Linked DNA regions of Gossypium hirsutum: all the other regions are linked to region 3. The links are chromatin contacts, called in public Hi-C maps. All regions are on one chromosome and are shown on one strand. Each heading gives the region's core, a stretch centred on a gene start, on an enhancer-like site or on the middle of the called end of the contact. The rest is flanking DNA. Distances are from core to core; before and after follow the strand shown. Region 1 holds the start of LOC107886106 (two-component response regulator-like APRR1). Region 2 holds the start of LOC107886143 (malate dehydrogenase, chloroplastic). Region 3 holds the start of LOC121203592 (transcription factor MYB34). Region 4 holds the start of LOC107897682 (geranylgeranyl diphosphate reductase, chloroplastic).

The links. Hi-C and Micro-C count contacts between places; a contact is called where the count stands out from the background.
Region 1: a Hi-C map of leaf shows a contact between it and region 3, with 10 times the contacts expected there. The contact joins the promoter of LOC107886106 here to the promoter of LOC121203592 in region 3. A contact is called at or near these places in 9 of 34 Hi-C or Micro-C datasets (callus, hypocotyl, leaf and 1 more).
Region 2: a contact with region 3 is called in a Hi-C map of leaf, with 2.5 times the contacts expected there. The contact joins the promoter of LOC107886143 here to the promoter of LOC121203592 in region 3. A contact is called at or near these places in 8 of 34 Hi-C or Micro-C datasets (callus, hypocotyl, leaf and 1 more).
Region 4: a contact with region 3 is called in a Hi-C map of leaf, with 4 times the contacts expected there. The contact joins the promoter of LOC107897682 here to the promoter of LOC121203592 in region 3. A contact is called at or near these places in 7 of 34 Hi-C or Micro-C datasets (hypocotyl and leaf).

Annotation. Positions count from the first base shown.
Region 1 is chrA03:18,859,427-18,862,126 of Gossypium_hirsutum_v2.1, forward strand. LOC107886106 (two-component response regulator-like APRR1) reads left to right here and starts at 1,322. Exons shown (of 6, transcript XM_016809943.2): 1 at 1,322-2,140. The coding sequence starts at 1,984.
Region 2 is chrA03:18,019,239-18,021,938 of Gossypium_hirsutum_v2.1, forward strand. It overlaps LOC107886143 (malate dehydrogenase, chloroplastic), which reads right to left and starts at 1,349. Exons shown (of 2, transcript XM_041096753.1): 1 at 908-1,349.
Region 3 is chrA03:18,485,697-18,488,396 of Gossypium_hirsutum_v2.1, forward strand. It overlaps LOC121203592 (transcription factor MYB34), which reads left to right and starts at 1,266. Exons shown (of 3, transcript XM_041096780.1): 1 at 1,266-2,700. It overlaps LOC121219118 (a long non-coding RNA gene), which reads left to right. Exons shown (of 3, transcript XR_005915840.1): 3 at 1-932.
Region 4 is chrA03:18,061,286-18,063,985 of Gossypium_hirsutum_v2.1, forward strand. LOC107897682 (geranylgeranyl diphosphate reductase, chloroplastic) reads right to left here and starts at 1,435. Exons shown (of 2, transcript XM_016823212.2): 1 at 581-1,435. The coding sequence starts at 1,267.

The DNA of each region.
Region 1 (2,700 bases), core at 72-2,571, 370 kb after region 3:
TGTTAACATAATTAATGGACGAGATCGTACGGAATGCCTTTTGGATATGATAGTAAAATTTTGAGCTCATAAGGTTATATAATGACATGTAATTATAAAATAATTAGTATATGTATGTGGTCCAAGTGGGAGATTGTTGGAAAATTTGGACATCACATATATAATAAGGATAAGTACATGTTATTATTTACTATCATGATAGGTTAGCCCAAATTAAAAGTGATCTAATTTGGTTAAAATTTTATTGGGCTTTTAATTATTAAATAAATTATGGGTCAAATATGTGTAGATACTCTTCTAATCAAATTCTAATTAATGATGGGCTAATTAGAATTTGAATGCTAAGGTTATAAACATTAGGGTTATGGTCCCCAAATTATACACAAGATATCTTTTCTAATATCCCATCATTAGGAAAGAGAGAGCAGATATTCTTTGAATTTCTTGTGTGCTAATTTGGAAGATCAAATCCCCAAGTTCCAGAAAGTTTCAAGAAATCCATGGATTCAGGTACGTTTCCGCATCTAGTTTTGTTCTTGATTTATTCTTAATAATTTGACATGACAGATCCTAGTTTATTAAGTTATATTGTAGATTTATTTTAATAAAATCTAACATGTAACACCAAGGCGATCAAAAATATTATCTATATATATACAAAGTTGGTGAGAGAAAACATTTTATGTTAGAAGTTAATTTTTTTTAAAATTTAGTCAAAGATTATTATTGGTGTAGTGATAAAAAATTTGTTTGTAAATTTATTAAACACATATACACATGCTTTTATTTAAAATTATAAAAAGACTATCAAAATAATAATAATTATTTAATAAAAGGACATATGTGTAGTTTTTTAATCGAGTTAATACTCGATTAATTCATGATATCAACTCAATCTATCGGAGCATATAAATTGAATCATTTGTTTTGAAGATTGGAATAAAATTGGATTAAAGGAGATAAAGATAAGTTTTGAGGATGTAAAATTATCCCATCCTATTCTATTGTGATGTCTAAATTTTACCTTGCATGCCATAAATTAAGGGCTTAACGCAATTAAAAAGAAATAGTGGTGAATGGGACAACTTCAAAAGAAAAGGATGACTTAGCAAACTATATATAACCAATGCAATTAGAAAGCAAACCCTTTTTATTAAACAAAACTAAACCTAACCTTATTTTAGACACGTGTGCTATTGGGATTGGCTTCTCACATGACCTTTCTCATCTTGCGCTTTCGCTTTTTCATCCACTTTCTCACTACGCGGTCCCCCATTTTGCCACGTCATTATCTCTTCTATCGCACTCCACCATGCGCACTACGCACTCCTCTTCCGATTTTCCTCACTCTAATCCAACGTTCCAAATCTCACCTCCCTTATCCGGCGTACGTTAGCCACTCCCAGCATACCCCAAATTCTATCTTCTAAAAAATATCTGTCTGAAAAACACGACACACACCCACACCAAAAAAAAAAAAAAAAAACGCACTTTTAGCAGAAATTGAGAAAAGCCTCTCCTTCGCCCCTTCCCTATTGGAGTTATGTTAACGTGTGTATCAGATCCTTGTTAAGCTCAAATTTGAGTCGTTGATGGCTGTCGCCATCCTTATATCCGACCGTCCGATTGGGTCCACTTGAGCTTTTGCTTGCCGTTAATGGAAAGGGATTCATTTAAGAATGGGGGAAATTAGTAACTTATTTCACTTATAGTGTTTTATTAGGTGGGAGCGTACGGACGGGGAAAAAAGGGATTCAATCTGAAGATGGGCTCTGGAAAATTGGAAACCCTAACCCCAATTTTGTCTCCAATTCGGATTGTTGGAGGGAAGATGATTATCTTGGGCTTTCTTTAGTGCTTACCCTTTTTTTTTGGTCAATTTTTTAATTTAGAAAAAAAGGGTTTTCTGGGGATTTGTTGTTTTGTGAGATATTGATTGGGAAAAAGAAATTTAAAGTGATATTTTTTCTGGGTTGTAGAAATATGGAGAGCAAAGAACTGAATTTGAATAAAGAGCTTAAAGCAGGAGGAGCAGGAAATGGGTTTATAGATAGGAGCAAAGTGAGGATTTTGCTATGTGATAATGATACCAAGAGCTGTGAGGAAGTTTTTTCACTTCTTTTGAAATGTTCTTATCAGGGTATACTGAGCTTTTATTAATATGTTTATTTTTTTTCCTCATATCTTATTGAGTTGTAGAATATGTTTATTTATTTATGCTGATTTTATTGTTGTTGTTCTTGTTGGTTATTGGGTATTTGGAGTCAAATTTTATGATTTGTATCTGTTGAGTTTATTTGTTAATTTATTTGTTTTTGTTTTGTTTTGTTTGAATTGTGTGATTTAAATGGCTGTTGAAGTGCAACTGATGGTACTGGTTGAATTTTCATTTAGGACTCTGAAGGTTAAAGTACAGTTGAAAATTTGCTATTATAGTTTTGAAAAAATAAATGATATGTAAAAGAAGTTGATTCTGTCAGCTGTAAATGATTATTTGCGTGTGTGTATATATTATTCTCTTCTATAAGTTCATTATGTTATTTTCTGATTATGCTACTTTTGCTTACTGAATCTAGTCTTTTGTTTCGACTTGCTTTGCTTCATGGGAGCTTAATTTGAGAAACTTGATAAAAAGGATATTTGGGTTATATGTTTAACGGCCTTATCTGGTTGTCTTCTAGTTCCTTATTCTCATGCTTT
Region 2 (2,700 bases), core at 99-2,598, 470 kb before region 3:
AAGCATCTATTTCTATCTTAATAATAATGAACGAACATTAAAAAGAACTAAAAGCAAAAGGAACCGATAGATCTATCAATCCTTTCAATCATAGCCAGAAAACAATAGCAAGGGACTTATTCTATGAAACCAAACGTATCAATTTTGTATTCATTATACAAAATCCTGGTCAGAAAATTAGCTCCTATAACCGAATAGAAAAATGCCGAGATCCCACTTCTTTCAAAGCACACGTCTAGTCAATAACAAATTACAATTTTATTCAAAAAGGCAAATCAGGTTTCTTCTATTTAAAATTGGACGCCATATCTGGTTAACTTGGTGTGAGTTACCATATTCCTTCCATTAATCACATTCTCAACATTAGTTTCACAAACTTGAAATAAATAATCATGTGAACGGCATCAAATATCCCTTATGGATAATCCCCAAATTGAATGTTGATTTCAGGAATTTCAATATTCAGGAACCCCTTTTCACAAATCATTGAAAATAATAACCGGGTTTATCTTCAAACAATTCCTCCAAAGCATCAAAAGATGAGTTCATCTCTTCTCCCAAACATTTAACTCAAGGCAACATAAGAAAAATCCAGAAACACAATGCCCAACATTTCAAGAGATACCCAACCAGAACACTATGTTTCCAAATTCCAAGCTCGAAAAAATGAAAGAAATGTCAATGAAATAAAGAAACCGATAGTATAGATCTAATCAATATTGCATCTTAGAAGAAAGCAATAAAATGACTATCAGAGACAAGCAAACAGAGCAAACCCAGATAATGGTTCGGATTAATAAACAAAACCCAAATTATATTTGGACAAAGAAACAAACCCCATAGCTTAGAATTCAAGAATTACAACTGGAAATAAAGATCAGAAACTAGTTAAGAAAAGGAAACAAACCTTTGAGATCTGAAATGGGGGGGAGAGAGAGAGATGGAGAGAGAGCACGCTTAACTTAAGGGAAGCAAAGTGATATGTAAGAAAAAAAATAGGCTTTTTAATTCGGCTTTTGGTATTTATAGGAGAAACTGGACCAATAAACTTCGAACAAGGCACCAAAATTTTGGACTTTCACCTACTCTTTCTGGCCTGGAGTTACAATTATATTTTTGAGTGTGTACCGAATACACCGCCGCTACCTGGAAAGAATCTACCAAAAAGTGTTTGATTTTGTTTTAGATTATTTCAAGTTTTTGTTGGCTTGCCAAGAAGAAATTGTGGCCGATGGTTGAATGGATGGTTTCTACTTTCTACAGCTAAGATTTGCTTGCCTTTTCCGACCCTTTTTAATTCCTCTTTCTTTCCTTTTTTCCTTTTTTTTTCTCTTTAATCAAAGTATTTTGTTTTTCCTTTTCACAGAAATGATAAATAAATAATAGAGGTGACGTATTAATGATTTTTTTACTAAATTATAAAAAATTATAAAATGATGATCTAATTATTAATAAATTCTTTTATCACCTAAATATAAAAAATTATAAAATAATTACTTAACTATTTAATTTTATATATTTTTTAGTTTGACTAACATAAAAACAAAAACTCCGATAAACTCAAGATAATTTGAGCAACCAAAAAAAAAACATAATTAGATGACTACTAATTAATTTACCGAAAAAAACTTCTAAAATTTAATGTAAAAATTAAGAATTAATTACACTAAACATCCCTAAATTATGACCCTCATTTTAAATTGATCTCTAAGGTTTAAAACATTCTAATTACATGCTCAACTATCGGTGTTATATCAATCAAGTCATTTCATTATTAATATCGCTAATTTAACCATTAAATAAAACATTAAATCTTATATGACAATTTAAAATAATTTTTTTAAAAAAATAAAATATTGTCTCACAACTTTTAAAATTAAAAACTAAAATAAAATAAAATTGAAGAAAGAGAGAGTGAAGGAAAAAGTTTCTTTAAAAATTTTAAAAATCTCAAATCCAAGATTTTTGCAATATTCATTTTTATTTTAAATTATGACAGATGAGTCTATTTAACGGTTAAAATGACAATTTTAATAACGAAAGGATCTTACTAATATAACATCAATAGTTTAGGAAGTAATTAGGGTGTTTTAAAGTTTAGGGATTAATTTAAAATAAGAATCATAACTTGGGATGTTTGGTATAATTAACTAAAAATTAAAGTATAATTCAGGGAACAATTTACTAATAAAGCATTTTCTTTTTTGCTAGATATTTTGGTTACTTTTTATTTTGTTCATTTTATTCGACAACTTGTAATAATAATTTCTTATGGTTTCCTCTTTTTTATTTATTGAAAACATATAGTAAAACATATTAAATTTGGAGGATTCATCGTAAAAAATAAGTTAATTTTACACATTTACATAATTTTTTTTGTAAAATTAATATTTTAATAATTTAAAAGGTTATTATGTTAATTTGCCACTACTTTAGACGTAATATTTTACTTTCATTGATATGTATGAATTAAAAGTAAATTTACCGCTATGTTTTTACTTTACATTGATTTTTGTCTTTTTACTTTTATTTGATTGAATTTTCTGGCTAAAATTATTTTTTTTTGTTGTGTTTTGCTATTCAATTTCAAAAAATTTGAAGACAAAACTTAATAAAAATATTTTTTATATATTATTTTAATTTTTGACATTAACAAGGTAATTAAAATAATATTAAAATTAATAAAATGGTTATTGTAAC
Region 3 (2,700 bases), core at 16-2,515:
TCTTATACGCATATAGTTACGGTTCTCCTTCCCCAAACTAGAGCCATCATACTCCATGAAGACCCCTATAAAGTTTCGAATTTGTGCTGCCAGGTTCTCAGAATAGAAGCCAATAGGGATATTATTAATTTGAACCCAAAAGGGAGAATAAATAAGAGGGACTTTTAGGGGATCTTCTCCCCACTGCAATTGATATAATAACAATAAATGATTATTGAAAGTCCAAGGAGAACCCTTTAACACCCTTTCCATATCCATAACATGAAAAAACTGAAACAAATACCTTTTTTTCTCCTAAATCTCGAATTTGAACACCCCTTACCGGATGCCACAGATTGCCCATGGTATTTTTCATTGCTTAAAGTGGATTGTACTAGCTGTCAAAAAACAACCCACTAACGTAGATACTCCCATCATCCTTTCTGCAGTTTGCTCAACTTGAAGTTGCAAGATCTCATCTTCCTCCTCATTAATTGTTAATCCAGCAAATTCTACCTCCATATTTTCCTAACAATTTCCTACCAATTACGAATGAGTATACCAAAATACTAATCAGAGAATCAAAAAGCAAATCATGCCGTTTGATTTGAACAAAGACTGAAAGAACAAAAAAACCTAAATTCTGCCAGAGAAAGCAGACAGAGACGTGCTAGGGTAGCAGACTATAGGGAGGAAGGAGAATTTACGTTCTACATATCACAGAATTAAGTATTGGAATAATTAACAAAGGTTGAGGCTTAAAATTCGTAAGTGTCTAAGATTGATTTTTGTTTTTCGTAAAATTCTATCCATATTTATTTTAATTTAAATTTCATCGTTTTTGTATAAAATTATTCTAGTTTAGAAAATTTTATATTAGTGATTCGAATGTAATAATTTTTTATATTGTAGTTGTACTCCTAACAAAATTACTAGTAATATACTTTCTTCGATTTTGGTATTGATAGAATCAGCTGTATCAGGCAATACTAATTATTATGCTTTCATGCCGATTATTGATATAAATTTTTTTATTTTTTAAATTAATTTATTTTTTTATATTTTTATATTTATATTTAAAATATATTAAATATGATTATTAAAATTTCATGGAAAATATGACCATTAAAATAAGTTATTAAACTTAATTAATATAATATTTTTAAACTATTTTTTATTTATATTTAAAAAATTAGATGTTAAATATATATAATTTTGTAAATCGAATTAAATCAATAATTTATATTATATATATCATTAAATTAGACTCTAAAATAAAATCATATTTAATTTAAATTTGGGCAATCCTTGTTTGATTTTTCTAATAACTTAAGCTAAGAGTTTATTTTTAAAAAAATTATAATTGCATTCACACTGTTGAAATAGATATAATTGCAATTAATCAATACAATGAATAACTAGATTAAGAAGCAAAATACATCTAACTTAAATTAAAATAATTCTCAAAGAACTCATTAAAATCTAGAACTTAAAATTGTTACTGTTTCTTTATTACCATTGGTGATGATTTAAGATAAAGAATTATTTTAAGAGTTTGTCTGTTTAGAATGTAATACCTCAATATTCGATCCGATTGTTAGGTTAAGGTATCAAAATATCATATTCTTTGTCAAAGTAATTATAGAAATTTCAGATTGATTTATCTTATTATTTGATTATTGAAGACCGTTTTACTCATTTTAGTAACAATTGAATTTATGAAATAACTATTTATGAGTTAAAGGATCTCATTAAAACATATATGATATTCAATCAAATATAACAAAATTTATAAAAATAACACAATTATTAAAGTTTTACAAATAAGTCCATTGGAGGACTTGCACTTTTAAAGTAGTTTACTCATTTTATGTATATTTCATATTTATTTCTAAATTGTTCCAATTAATTTAATTATTCATAAAATTTTAGCCAATATTCCAAAATCAAATCAATTAACAATTATTCATTTATTATTTTATCAATTCATTTAAACATTCTCACATGTATTAATCATTCCATCACTTATAACCATTTTGTAACATTTTAAATTCATCTACTATTTTTTCCTCCTCATCCTTTATGTATATATATTAGGATATTTAGTTTTTAGCATGACATGTTTATACGTAACATTAACTATAATTCAACTATTTACTTATGTGTTCATATCAAAGTTGTCCACTTGTGTCATAGTCACTAAATTATTTATATCTTGAGCTAAAGATTTCGAAATTAAGATTCGCTTGATGTTTTTGAAACTAGACTCAAATATATTTTTACCATAAAAATTTCAGAATTTTTACTTTATCCAACCAGTAAATTAAATTCTTCAAATTTGCCCCTATTCTGCTACTTGACAGCTTCGACCTTTCTTTACTAAAAATTAATTATCTCTTAGTACGGGGTTTAGATAATGTTTCTATTTTATTCTCTTGAAAATAGAATCATTAATAATTTAAACATATAAATTTAATCCCCTAATAATATATTTAAAATTTTTTATGATTTTCCAAACTCATAATACGAGGACTCGAATCCATTCTGACCTTATCCCACAACAAATAATATATCTCAAAATATAAAATTTCATTTCTTACATTGTTTCTTCCATGCAAAACTAGACTCAATAAGCTTTAGTTTCATATTTGATTCACCCTCTAAATCATTTCCTATTCTTTTTGGTGAATTTTCAAAATAGAGTCTCTACTGCTGTCTAAA
Region 4 (2,700 bases), core at 185-2,684, 420 kb before region 3:
TAGAATCTCTAGCATCTGCAGCCCCTTCCCCTACTTTCAGATTGTGATCCCAGTCTTTTATATCCAAATAAAAAGGACCAATTAGTGTTCGTCGCTTGACCGGTTAACCCTATAGATTACTTCCTTTCTATAAATTTAGTGCATATATTTAACTCTATAAACTATTGTCTTTCTATAAATTTAGTGGAAAAGAAACACTTCCACAAAAAGGATGAGCCCCACAATGAATATTTTGAGCTAAACCATGCATTGAATAAGAACCTGAGATCTTGTTTAAGGGGACATTGAGCTCTTTACCAACACTCAACCAACAAACATCAAATAATAGTACTACATTAATAAGCATACTTAAGCATCCCAATGGTAAAGAGAAGCCTTTGCTACTGTTAGATTTCAAGTTTAAATCCCCAACTTATATGTGAAAGGGTGTTCAATTATGATCCTAATTTCTACTTATTCATACATGGATTCTCGGGAAAAATAAGCAAATCAACAACAAATAACTCGAAAATGGGTAAAAATATTTGTAAAAGAAAATTGAAATCTGTCTCAGAACAATATATATTACATATGCATGTACCTGAAATGCAATGGCGTAATCATAATCGCCAGCATTAATGGCTTTAGCAACACGAGAGTTAGCGCCATCAGCTCCAATCACAGCATCGACTTCCAAAGTGGCTTTGGCTCCCATAGCTCCTTTCTTCCCATCATACTCGGTGTAATGCAAAACATAGGGTTCTTCCCAATGTTTAGGCATATCCATCTTTAAGAACAGCCCATTTATAACGTTAGCTCCATTCTCCTTAGCTCTGTCTCTCAAGTAAGCGTCCAGTACTTCTCTTCTCACCATCCCAATGTATTCATGTGGTTTCAACGTTTGCCCGATGTCGACGGCAATGTTGGAGGGCGAAATCATCTTCATCTTGGTGACTCGCCGGTCGATGATATCCAAAGGCAAGTCAAATTCACCCACCATGCAAAGCGGGATGGCTCCGCCGCAAGGTTTGCAGTTGTCCAGTTTTCGTTCGATTAGGAACGTTTCTATGCCAGCCTTCGCGAGAGTTTCGGCGGCTGAGCCTCCTGCCGGACCACCCCCTATGATGGCTACCCTGAGGTTGCGGTTGCTTAGTTTTGGAGAAGTTTTGGCGGCTGACACATGGAATTTGACAGCAGGTTTGGAAAGGGTGGTGGTAGTGGAAGTGGGGCTGTGGACGGCGGAGCTATGGCGGAGGCCGTGGAAGGGCTTGAAAGCAATGGAGCTCATTTTTGAGAAATGTCAGAACTGAGGAAATGAAATCTTCAGTGGGAGTGTATTTGTTTTTGTAATAAAAAGGTGGATATGGTTGGGGATATGAGAAGGAAGTGACCGTTGGATTTGGAAAATAGACGGTGGAGATTGGGTTGTGGATATTAAGAGATAGATTTCGAGTTTTGTGCAGAAATTGCAGTTGAGAGTTGAGATTCGATGTATTCTATGGTTAGCTTTGTGCCACGTCATGCACTCTTTTTCTGGTAAATACGTCCGTTACCTTTCTGCATGCACCTCTATTTTAAATATAATATAAAGTGTGAAAATAACATAAGATATTTTTGGTAGGCATTTATCACTCTATTTTTTTCTGGTTCAGATCATAAAATCATTATCTTTTAAATAGGATTTAAAGTTTTATGCTTTTCAATTAATTTTTTTTTAAATTATTTAATTGTTGATTTAATCGAATTTTTAATAAGTTTAACTGTTATGTGTAAATTCATAATCTAATTTATTTAAAATTACTTTTCGAATCAATACCTTAATCGATTTTTGATCCAATCGATATTTAATTCGATTAAAATTTTAAATCACAAATATAATAGTTATAAGATTATATTTGACCACTTAAATTTTTAACGTTGTGTTATCATTTTATCCACAATACATAAAAGGATAGATGATGAATATATCAAATATTAACCTACAATTATATATTGTCAAACAGTTTAAATATATGTGAATCTATTTATTTTATATATTTTTATACATTATAATATATTAATTTTTTAAAATTTAATAAATTGTTTGTATCTTAGTTTTATATTGTTTTTAAAATTATTAAATTTAGATTTAATTAAAGCACTTTTCCAAACTTATTTATTTGATTTTAGTAAATCTTGTAAAATTAAGAAGCCAAACATACGTGGGAAAATTAGGGATATATGTTAAACTTAAAACAAAATTAGGGATTTAGGTCATTTTAATAAAAAAAAATTAGAATAATAAGTCGATTTTGGAAAGAAAAGGCAAAAACGCAACCTATATGACACATTTTCAGGTGACGTGGCATTAGGATAGGACAAAAACGCGTTCTATAAGATGTGCTTTCACCAGAATATGAAAGCCCTCTAAAGGTAGTAAATAATATTTATTTATAAGGAGAAATAGAAGAATCCTAGTTAAATAAAAATAGCACAAATAATGTTTATTTAATAGAAAATACTCTCCTACTCTAACACTTGATAATTTAATCCAACCCAATATTTATTTATTATTTCTCAAAATAAATATTATTTTATTTAATTAATTTCATTAATCAAATTAACTAAATTAGTTTTCCAATTAAATAATTTTCTCAACCTCATTCTAATCCAGTTAAAGTCATTACTACTAACCATGACGGTTTTATCGTAAAAAAATCTATGAGGAAATATATTTAATTT